Linked DNA regions of Danio rerio: region 2 is linked to region 1. A link is a contact called in public Micro-C data. All regions are on one chromosome and are shown on one strand. Each heading gives the region's core, a stretch centred on a gene start, on an enhancer-like site or on the middle of the called end of the contact. The rest is flanking DNA. Distances are from core to core; before and after follow the strand shown. Region 1 has its middle 51 kb from the start of prickle2b. Region 2 holds the start of prickle2b (prickle homolog 2b).

Evidence for each region. A called contact is a pair of places that touch in the nucleus more often than the background predicts.
Region 2: a contact with region 1 is called in a Micro-C map of caudal fin, with 1.9 times the contacts expected there. The contact joins the promoter of prickle2b here to the enhancer-like site in region 1. A contact is called at or near these places in 2 of 18 Hi-C or Micro-C datasets (caudal fin and an unstated tissue).

The regions. Positions count from the first base shown.
Region 1 is chr11:21,472,018-21,478,240 of GRCz12tu, reverse strand. It overlaps a transcript of prickle2b not described here. Among named protein-coding and RNA genes, the nearest start is that of prickle2b, 51 kb to the left of the region's middle. Within about 2 kb of position 2,875, at least 7 of the 62 cell types and tissues checked have an H3K27ac peak or open chromatin away from gene starts, as enhancers often do.
Region 2 is chr11:21,523,856-21,530,078 of GRCz12tu, reverse strand. prickle2b (prickle homolog 2b) reads right to left here and starts at 3,906. Exons shown (of 8, transcript NM_183343.1): 1 at 3,875-3,906.

The DNA of each region.
Region 1 (6,223 bases), core at 1,626-4,125:
TCTTGTGTTCCTCAACATGGCCATTAACTAATGTATTTCAATAGGCATTTTTTATGTTCCTCAACATGACTTTTAACCAATTGTATTTTTTGTATATTGTATGCGATATCTTTTGTAAAAAACACAATCCCAGTCCTGACGATCAAAACATTTTTTTTTTTACCATTACACTATTAGCAGTTAACCCAGCTCTTAGCCCTAATCTCAACCATTTGTCAGCAAAAAACACAGGTACAGGCAGGTACAGTCGCAATTTATTCCGAAAATATAAATATTTCAAGTCTTCTGAGGAAGAATGACATATTTCTGAGAGGAGTCGATGGCATCAGCGCCTCCATCTGCAACTCAAATCCCAGAGCCGAAAAAAGCGCATTTTTGTCAGTTTTGGTCGTCAAATTCTATTTGCACCCTGTGTGTCTTTTGACAGATCACATCCAATGCTATTGCTCCCCTCTGTGTCTCATAGCCAACTGCATCATGCTAGTCTGAGAGTTTCTGTTTGAATTTGATATCCGCTAGCAAAAGCCAGATCTTTTTCAGCTATTAAAACCTCACAAATCCCTCTGTTTGTTGCATAAAGACATTGTTTGGCTTCTAAGGACTTGGAATGCAACACTACTCTTTTTGTGCTGCTTTTTATGGTCAGTTTTTGCAAGAAATGCACATATCTACATTTATTTGCCTGCTGATTATGAGAAGTGGGTAGGCTTAGGGTTAGATGTGGGTTTAGGTGCTCTAACATATTTCTGACCAGACAAAGAGTAATTGTAGAGGAAGAATACCTACAGGCTTTCAGCAGATTTTTTCAAATTTAATTTAAGAAGACCCTTTTAAGACCATTGTCAATGAAATTTTAGACATAAACTAAATGTCTAAACACTAAGGATTTCTTCTATTGGGCCGTAAGTAGTGGAAGATCATGTAAAAGTGTGTGTTGCTTTAGTTTTATTTTCCCTGATTAGGAAATTTAATTTGGAGAAATTGCTGTAAAAATGTCTAACAGCTGTTGTGAACTCTTTGCAATAAAAAAACTTTTAAAAAAATTTAAAAGAAGTTTTGAGATGGATTATAGGTGATTGAGTTTTGGCCAGATTGAGTAGCTTTACTTGGGCGTAGTGAAACTAAAACCTGTTATAAATTATTTAAGACCTACAACACAATATTTCAGTGAATTTAAGACTTTTTAAGTGGGCCATGAAACTCGCCTCTTTCAGTTCAAGTCTACCTCAGAACATTTTCAAAAAATGCTTCGAGTTGGGCGTGGAGCTCTGTGAGCAGGAGGAGGAGTAAGTGTGGCATGAAGAGCAGGGGAAAAAGAGGGGAGAGAACTACTGTCAGATGGCTCACAAAATGAGACACAAACCGTGGGGAGACCCATGATTTTAGAGTTTACATAGTTAAAATGCAAAGGAATAAACAGCAATTCAATTCCCTGCTACACATGTTATTCGTAATTTCATATGCACATAACAACAATTTGTTATATTATTATAAAGATATTTGTGTTTATATAAACACCTTGCCCTGTCTATTTCAACCATTAGCCCTACCGGTAATCTGGAGGATTTTAAACATAGGCAAACACAGCAGTTCGCATAAAGGCAATGTGTCTGAATGGTAACAAACTCAACTGATAAAAGACAAAGCCCGCCATTCTCCAATTCTCGTACATCTCTCCCAACAAAAATGCTTGCTGAAAACCAACAATTTTGCTGTATCGGCCCTGACAGTATCGCGGGGAAAAACATGCAACAAATCCCCCCTCCAGTGGATCATGGAAAACCACATACGACCCTTCAATAACAGCTAAATACTATGTGCCGTGCGCAGAGTCCATGGATGCGGTCTCACCCAGTCATTGGCTCTCACAGCTTGACAGGTCTGCCTTCCTTCGGACAGCACATAATGTCGTGAATAATTAAGAAGAAGGGTCTTCATATAAGATAAGAAAACTCAGCAATGAATAATAACGAGAAACCAAACACAACATCACTGGACAGGCAGATTCGCGCTAAGTCACAGATTTTGATCCCACTTCAAAAATGATTTTAAACCCAGAAGCTGACAAAAGCTCAAAATTATCCTGTTTTCCCCACAATTAAAGCTGACAGGTGTTAACACTGTCTTCAATGATGCTCAACACACACAAATCTGTTAAAATCTCAAAAAAAAAAAAGTACTCAAGGGTTTCTTAAATCTTGTGACCCCGCAGACACCCTGACCAACATTGTCAATTTATGAGCTACTTTTAACCTTCAGGTTTTTTGTGAAAACAGTGCCAAATGTTTATTTTTTTCTTGCTCTAAAAATCACTATTACATTAATATATAATGTAAAAGAAAAAAAGAGAACCATCCTTCTTTATTAATTTATTAAATAATTTGCTGATATTTAATTCTCAAAAAAGCTGGAAATAGGCAAACAGTATTAAAAGATGTCCCAGGACACTGATGACTCAAAGTATGTGCTCATGTGCTAAACAAGCCCAAAGCAATTCTTAACAATTACAGTTTGTGAAGGAAAATAAAAAAAAAAAAAACGCTGTACAAGTATGACTCTTCATCCAGTGTGCATTTGCAGGCTGTGTTGCAACAGTATTCAATAAAAACCGAAGTATTTTTTTGGTGTCCACTGTCATTTCCTTTCATCATTCTGCCTCTTACTCTCCGCAACCCTCCTTTCTCAGCCAGTCTTTCTCTCTGGCATTTCCCCCGTCTATCTTTTCCTCATTCCTCAGCGATGGACAGAAGCACTTGTGTTTGACTGACGGCTCCTCAGAATAGCAGCTCTCTGGCCAGGAGGTGTTGGAGGCAGGCGGTGGGACTGCTGAGTATCAGTCTGGTTGATTTGGCCGCCTGCCTCTGTCTTACAGGATGGGGGAAGGGGGTGTCGCAACATGCCGCAATTTGATATCCTTGACACCTAAACAATGAAAGGCGCTGTGATTCAAATTTGTTCCTTTATGCAACACCTCTATCTTGCCCACTCAAGTACGTCATGCTTCACGTCACAGAGAAGAAAAAGATGAGCAATCCTTTTTTTGAAGTATAAATTTAGTCGCATTAAACGAAGACATTGATTCATGGTGAAAAATCAAGCGTAAGACTCCTAGGTGCAGTGAATGTTGAGGACTGGAAGAGAACATGAAAGTCTTGTCTTAACATATTGTTTTTCATTATAATTTTTTTTTTTAAATCTGAAGATGTCGAACTGAGAAAAAAGCTTTTATTAGATTGTATGATTACAGATGTGACACTAATTTTAACAAATATATTAACAATTGGTGGTCAGCTATATTTGAGAAACATTCAAATTATTATTGTCTTTGTACTAAATTGCCAATGAAAAAAGAAACAAAATGTTCAACATTGATGTGGAATAGAGTGGAGGAACTATGACATCAATTTGTATGCAAAAACCCAGAAACGAGTTAGAATTTAGCAGTTACGGTTTCCTTGGTCCTAAAGTCAAGTCGATTTTAGTTAAATCGCTTAAATAAGGTTTGTGTCTAACACAAACTCAAGATACTTTCATGCTTTATTCTACGAAATAAAACACATCAGTTACATCTCGCTCTTGATTTTTTCAAAATCGGTTATGCTTCTTTAAAAAGACGGTTGCTATCAAGTTGCTAAATGGGACTACAGGCGGTGTCGGAGACATTATACATCATCGAGCTGATCTGGTTTGGATTTATATTGTGTGTAGATAATGCCTTGACTTGTAAAGACCGTCAAGACAGATTAATTTGTTGATCCTATATTTTAATTAAACGACATTATGAAGATACTACTCAACAGTGCAGCCTGTCATTTCCTGTTCTCAATAATGCAAACTTGTAAATAAATGTGTAAAAAAACGCATACATAAAAAGCGATCCAAAATGCACCTAGGTCTATGTGTTTTTGCGTAATTATTTGCTTATAATATATATTATATTATATTATAATATATAAACATAAAGATATAAACAGATATAACTAATTTCATAGAGATATATACATAAAGATATAAACAATATATAAACAGAGAGAGTAAATGTTTGACATGGACCATATTTAAAAAAAAAAAAAAGCTTGTAAAGTTGTCTGTAGCAGGGTGGTGCTGAAGTCACAAGCAAGCGCTGCGAAGGCACTATAGTTCATTTATAGCCTAATGTCAGCTTTTCAATTCTTGCTTTTGCATTTAAGACAAAGAAGTGCTCAAAGTTGTAATTTCATGTGAGGATTATGTGGTTGGACACAACGTGTAAGTGTAATGAACTGTGTTTGAACACAGAGCTTATTATTTCCAATCTTCAAAAAGCCTATGGGAAAATCCTATAGGGATTTTTTTGAGAGAACCAGTTTTTTGCTTGCAGATGATTAGCCTACAAGGTGATGTCACAGTTTGCCCATGCTATTAGCATTATTTGGATGTTCAGACCAGGCTCTAACTTGACTAAAACATCAACAACTTTCCTTTGTGTTTGGCATGGTGCTGGCCAAGAGAGTGATTCTAATGGAGTGGAAATCCACAACACCTCCAAGTTTTTTAAATGGTTAACTGAAATGGTTTCTGTCCTCAAGCTGGAAAGGTAACATTTCTATTTCTCTAGATTTGGCAAACAGAAGATGTACGCTAAAATATGCCCCCGCCCCTGCTCCTCCTCAGATGTATATATATATATATATATATATATATATATATATATATATATATATATATATATATATATATATATATATATATATATATATTTTTTTTTTTTTTTTTTCCTGTAATGTTTTTTTGCTTCTTCCTTTTTACATGTCATTCTATTTTGTTTCTCATTCCATTAGTCTGGCTGAGATTCCTTTAATGGTGCTGTATAATTGCTGTATTGGATGCTAGTGTTTTGGTGCTTGTTCTAGTTGGTATCATGTAAAAATTTCTACGAATAAAGTAAAAAGAAAAGTTCATGATAATCATTTTAAAACATTTGTTAAATTACTTTAAGGAATCATAAAAAATCCAAAGTTATAAAAATAAAAAGTTATTGCTGTGAACTAACAATTGCATACAATTGTTCAGGCATTAACCAGATTACATACAATCACAAAAGCACACTTATCAAAATATTGACAAAATTTCTAACTAGTCAATAAGAGTAGACCACTTTTAAGCCCACCATTTGCATCAGAATGGTGAATGTAAATTAGCCAAACATAAACAAAAACTTAGAAAAGAAATACGGAAATTCTGGCAGTGCACTCAAACTGTGTTTAGCAAAAGTGAACCTGAAAGCGAAGTCAACACAGAATACAGTTTTACATTAATACATTAATCTAATTAAACAATTTACTGTCTCTTTACGATATCTCAAGACAATTCATAATGTTTTGATTTATTGGCTAATGCGTATGATTTCATACAATCTCAATCACACATTTTAGTACGATTTGATCATCTTCCAATGTCGGTTGGGTTTAGGGGTGGGGTTTGGTGCCACACCTCCTTTTAAAAATCTTACATGTTTGTACAACTCAACTCATATGAATTTAACTGATTTTGCCTTTCAACTTTCCTTGTAAGATCAGGCTGAAAATATATACAACTCTAAAAATGCTGGGTTATTTCAAACTAATTCTGGGTGTAATAGAGACCCAACAGCTGGGTTACTTTTTTTAATTAATTAATAGTTCTAATTTTAACTCAATGTTTGGGTTAGTCCATATTTTATCTGGATTTATATGGATTTTATTTTAAAATAATTTTAAATAAATTCAACATTGCCTGGAGTGTATATATCTGTTATTTTTTTACAAAAGTTTTGTTTGTTTTTGGCATGAAAGTAATCCCACATGCCGGAAACATTAGCATATGTCTAAACGCTTTTACACATCAACAATTGTACACTGTAAATCATTTCTGCTGCCCTAAATTTTGTAGTTGAATCAAATCTTTTCTAGTCATCTTAACTTACATTACACAAATATCTAAAATATTAAGTTAAACTTTATTTAACCTAAACAATTCGTTTGAAACTGGATTAACTGTTTTTTTTACAGTGTATATTTGCCATTTAAAAGAATAATAAAAGAAATAAAGTACGATAAACATGATAATATTAAAATAAAAAGGAAAATGGATTTAAAAATATAATAAATCTGTCGACTGTGCATCAAAAATTGTTTTGGATTTTAGCATTTTCACTCTGCCCCTTCATAACAAACTCAACATTCGGAAACACTTTACTGTTATC
Region 2 (6,223 bases), core at 2,657-5,156, 51 kb before region 1:
TGTTAGGTCTCTCAGGGAAAATTTATCCATGATGCAGAATGACCAAAACTTTAGGACAAACAAACAATTGTCGCACTGCAACAGAAGTAGGAAAACATTTTGTAACTTATAACTTGTAATGTAACTCCAAACAAATCAGTTTATTATTCAAAAGAAAAAAATAGAACAGGGACTTCATTAGATCCATAGATTCTGGATTTAATGGATTAATATTTCAATGCAAACTAGCAGTTAGATTATTGGAATAATCTGGCATAAATTACCAGAGATTTCAGTTTACAATGCATTCAATTTCAGAGAGAGAACAAAAAAAGATATTCAATTTTAATTTCATTCTATCTTAACAGCCAAATGACACTCCAGGATAATATAACTCAAAAGGAAGACATTCCTTGGCATTAGTGAAGTCAAATAAGTCAAGAGCATGTTGGAAAACACTGGGATAGGACACAATAGTTCATTATAAATATTTAAAGAGAAAGAAACAAAAACAATCTATAAATGGATAAAGTGCTTTTAGACTTGCACAAACTGAAAGTTGTTTAAAAGCATCTCTCGGAATCAAAATGAATGACTCGGACATTAGATTGGAGGTTCTGTATGAGGTGATATAGAGAAGACTTATATATAGGGCACACACCTGCTCTCTCCACAGTTCCTACACCCTTGAGCAAGGACAATTCACCTGCATTACTTAAAGGGGGCAACTTTGCAATTCGCATTAATATTGAACACTCACAGGAACACAAAAAACCCTCCAACAGTTTATCTGTGAATACCAAACACTACTAAGAAACTTATCCACTGCCTGCGATAATGCTCAGACATTCTGTAGAGCAAAACTACTCATTTAAAAAAAAAAAAAAAAAAAAAGATTTCACTCGTGAGTGCAGTCTTCAACCATAACACTTTAACCAATCATAACCAATAATACATGCAGCATATCTGAAAAGGATTAACCTATTAAGCTGTGGCGGGTTTTCTGGGATGACTTTAAAAAGAGTTCCGTGGAGATGCCGGTCTGGTCCAGATAAATGATCTGGACTAAAATGAGGTCACCGTAATTCCCTTCTCAACCGCACAGTAAAGGATAGAATAAAACTCCTTCCACGTTTTGACAGGCTTCACACATGACTGCAAATTCCAGGCTCAACACCACTGCACGCTCCATCGATAATGCTCTTCCAATCATCTAAATGTGATTTGAATTAAAATGGATGCCGGGTTGCAACTATGCATGCTGATTTTATTACAAATGTCATGCTCAGACCTGGTCAATGTGATCTACAAGCATGCGCTGAGAGCCTTTGGAAAGGTTTTGTCCAAGACTGCAAATATGGAAGACTGGGAATGTAATCTAGGGATGACACAGAAGGTTGTTATGCCCCTGAGGCGCCCAAGCGGAACGGGGTAAATGTGATTTATGATCTGATCGGACAATTGCTTATTGTGGGTTAATCATTGCATTTTTAAATTGTTCAGACAACAACAGATGTGGACTTATTGTTAGCTCGAGGAAAACTTATCCCCTTAAAAACCAGGCCTGTGCCATCATCAGACAATCTCATCTAATTCTTTTTAACAATAGCCTATGGCTAGACACAGTGGCATTGTCATGTTTAATAAAGCTGTCATTTAAAAAAGTGAGAAACGAGGTCTGCTGTACCCAGGGTTCCTACATCTAACTAAAACCAAACCATTTTAAAAGAATGCTACTCGAAATTAAAATAACAGTCTGTAGCTTTAGCGAAATTCCAGTCTCAGATGAGGCTCCCAGGCTTTTCCATGGCATCATTCCGGATGAATTAAACAACCTTTTTTTTTAAAGGGCAACACACAGTGAAGAAGCTGGTCACAGCTGGGTGCTACTGAAAGCCAATTCACCATCTATTCTCACTTAGCTTTTGTATATTTGCAACTCTGTATACTTTTCCCACATTACACATTGGCGTTCTTCAAAAAGCCAGCTAACTGAATTCATATTCAAGCATTGTTTTGGGGTACTGAATTAGTTTGTGCTTCAATAACACAGAATACAGGGCAGCTGTATTCACAGGAAAACTTCAATACTCAAATTTCTGAGCTTTCATGATGTTAAAAGCTACCATAATATAAATACTGATACAAGTAATTGAATGGTGAACGATGACCTACTACTGTATGAAGTTAGACGGATGAATAAATCAATTATTTGAGGAAAAAGAAATCAGTTTAATGGAGGCTGCTTTAAACGGGTGAGGGATGCAGGAGGAACAGATATTGATCTAATTGGAATAGTGCTGTAAAATAAGATGGATTCAGCCTGGAGTAACTTCCCATTGACAGCAAGTGAGTGAAGCTTCTCAACAGTAATGGAAAGTCCATGCCATTTTGCAAACTGGTTTCGATGAATGGTTAAAAAAAATCTGTTATTTTCATGTCACTGTGTAACTGCATTTCATCCTCGACAGCTGATTATGTAACCAACTGTTTTGTTTGATTTGACAAAACTCATACAATGAAATTGTACTTCGATTTGACCATTGAAGACATTTACACAACATCAGTGAAATCCTAAAGGTTATTGCATAAAAAATACAACTATGAATCTAAGACCAACACTTGGTATTAAGATGTGTTTTAGTCAGTCAGATCACAATCAGATGAGCAAAACAAATCCATGATTATGTTGTGTTTAAATCCATCTTTGTCCACTTTTAGCCACTTTTCTTATTTCATCAAGACTCTTCAATCTCCTTTAGCAAATTAAGTGCAGTTAGCATGAGCTTGAACAGAGAAGACAGGATATTGTATGAAGAACAATAGCTGCAAAACAATGTTTGAACCCTCCTTGACATTTTTCATGTTCACACTTACAATTTCAGGCAGCCAAATGCACATTCTCTTTGGATAGAAAACTTCAACCCACAATGTTTAAGAATTAGGTCAGTGTTTGGCGTTTTGGATCCTCTTTACACTTGTGCATTATTGTCCACTTGTGGTTGAAATACGAAAATGAATCGTATTGCTATTATTACCCTTGCTTTGCATAGGGCTTCTGATATGCCTGCCCGGCTTTATTCTGCGATAACAACCGGCTGAATGTACAGTATCCCTTACTCATTACTATAGATTTTTTTTTATCTGTCACCATAGTTATAACTGGCATGTATATTTTCATAGAATTAGAAAGCTCATTAAAAACTGCAGAGAGATCATTGCATCATGGCATTATCATATTCAATTCCTGACTCTAGTTTCTGAAGCAGAAGATTACTCGGTTTAATGAGTGAATTTATGACCCAAGAACCCACTTAAATATATATATAAAAAACAAAATATGATGTATTTATACAATATCCATAAGCAATGCGAATCAAAAGCAATGCGAATGTGGGCTACTTGAGGTAAAAAAAAAAAAAAAAAGCTAAAATAAACATAACGCCTATATCCAAAATCAGCTGCAATGGCTTTCTTTTTCTTCTTGGCATTATTCTAAACGTTGTCTTTTTATGTGTTAATCCAGCTAAACAACACCAAATAAAGACTTAATCCGATTGACATTTCAGGTCAACGAGCAATGACTAGATACAAGATAGTTTTATAGTGAAAACTTGTATCAAACCCGCGTCTTTCACAGTCATTTGTGCACTTTTATTAGATCAAATCAAACATGTATAGAAGTATAAGCAACGAAAAACGACTAAGTTACTCTCTAATAAACTAAACTGTACATAAAGTATGTGCGTTTGATGTAGCTATAAAACCAAGCTCATAGGTCAACTTTCTCGAAAAACCTCCTCGACCACATCACGCAGCGCACGAAAAAAAAGTCACCACGCAGAGTTCAAACCGCAAACCCGATTAAACTAACAAAAGAGCCACAAACACTCACCTTTTACCGTGAATGAAGACGGGAGAGTGCGGTGTCGCTCGTCGTGGATCGACCAAAGCACGCGCTACACATTTCCACCGCAAAAAGCGTTCATTTGGCGCACTTTCACTTCTCCACAAACAAGCGCTCGCAACGATTCAACCCGCAAGTCTTTGTCAAGCGCTCCTGGCCGCCAGCATTCTAGTCCGCGCAAAGGTATGTTCCTGGAAAGGCATGTCTCAAGCTCTGATACTTTTGATAAAGCATGTATAAAAACGGCAGGGTCCCCGCAGATCCAGCGTGACTCTCCGTGGTTTATCCAGCAGTAAAGCCATGAACAGCCTGCGCTTCTTCCTCTCCTCGTCAATAGCAGGCTGTGGAAGCTCAGTGAACCGCTCAGTGTGACTCTCTTGTGTTCGCTCTGCCCACTCGAGCTTGTGAATGTTAATGAGCGTCCGTGATGTCAGCAAGTCACCGTCTCTACATTAGTTTAATTAGCGACGCGAATAGCTGGTGTTGTTGGAATCATTTACATGCAAATCAGTCACTTTCCTTAACTGTAAAGACCCGAGGCAATACACGCATTTCACAGGGAATAAAGAGAAAAAGGAAGCAGGGTAAAGAATACTGTTTATGTGTAAATAATGTGGAGACGTACAAAGGGGCTGCTGTGTTTATAAATTGGAGACTGTTATGTGTGACAAACCTAAACACGTAATTAGCACTTTACTTAATATATTAATCAGACATCTAGAAAGAATGTTTATTTTGTAAAAACAGCGAGGAATCCTTATGTCACTTATTTGTTGATTGTCAGTTTGCAGTTATTTTGGAAAGACTGATTTCTGATTATTCTACAATAAAGAGATACCATTTAATGCAAAATATTTTTTTTGTTATTTTGAAAAGGGTGATAAAAATGAACAGTTTTATTATTTTAAATGGTAAATTCTTTATCCACAAATGTAGACTTTCACAATCCCCTCCTTTATACAAGGTTTTTGTCAACAAACTAATTCTGTTAATGAAGTCTCTTAAAACTGTAAAATAAAAATTTAAAAGCTCTGTCTATTGTAAGCTATAATGAATCTGTTTTTAGCGTCTTATGAAGGTCTTCCATTTGTTTTGTTTTTTTGTTTGTTTGTTTTGTGTTTTTTATTTTAATTTAAATTTTTCTTGGAAATTTTGTTGGTTACCTGTTTTTGCTGTATTTGTATATTACTAATGCACAAAAAGAAAAAAGATGTAGGTCAAACTAGCTTAATTATTTCAAAGAACTTTAATAAATAAGTAATGATAGTATTATTACTATTATTCATTCTTACATTCATTTTCTTTTCAGTTTAATCCCTTATTAATCAGGGGTCGCCACAGTGGAATGAACTGCCAACTTATCCAGCATATGTTTTACGCAGCGAATGCCCTTCCACCTGCAACCCATCACTGGGAAAGCCCTAATTTTATTTAATTTATATTTAAATTGTTTATAATTTTCCTGTAATGACTTATATTTTTGGACACATAGTATTCCTATCACTGCTCCAGGGTTGTGTTCATTGTGTTTACTGCTGTGTGTGTTCACTTGGATTAAATGCAGAGCACAAATTCCAAGTATGGGTCTCCATACTTGGCCAAAAAACATGACTTTTGACTTTCTTTCGACTTATTTTTATTACTATAATTTTTATTTAAAATGATAAATAATAGTTATTAATATTATTAATACAAACATTAATTCATTTTCCTTATACCGCATATGTTTTACACAGCGGATGCCCTTCCAGCTTTAACAGAGTACTGGGAAACACTCATACAATCTCACATTCACACACATACACTACAGCCAACTTAGTTCTTTTAATTCACCTATAGTGCATGTCTTTGGACTGTGGGGGAAACCAAAGTCCACACAGAAATGGCAACTGACCCAGCCAAGACTCAAACCAGCGACCTTCTTGCTGTGCTAATCACTGCGCCTAATATAAACATAGAACATTTAATCACGTGACAAAACTTATGAAGATGAGATTTATTAATTTATTTTATTGCATAAACTTATTGGAGTGCACGCTATTTTCGTTTTTCTGTTTCGGTTTCATGGCAACACTTTACAATAAGCTCCACTGGGTTTAGTGAAGTATTAAAGCATTAACCAGTCCCTCCAGGACTTTGCAGGGGCATTTTTTATATGTATTTGTGGTATAAAATGACTGATTTTGTGATGGATTTATTTAAACTTAAAGAATTATTTGTTTAAATTCTTGTACTTGTGTAATCTTGTAAAAGTTTCCTATTTTTAAATCAAAAGAAGCACCGATTTCACAAAATCCCAAAAAGACTGATTAATCAGCATTGTTTAACATTAAGAAT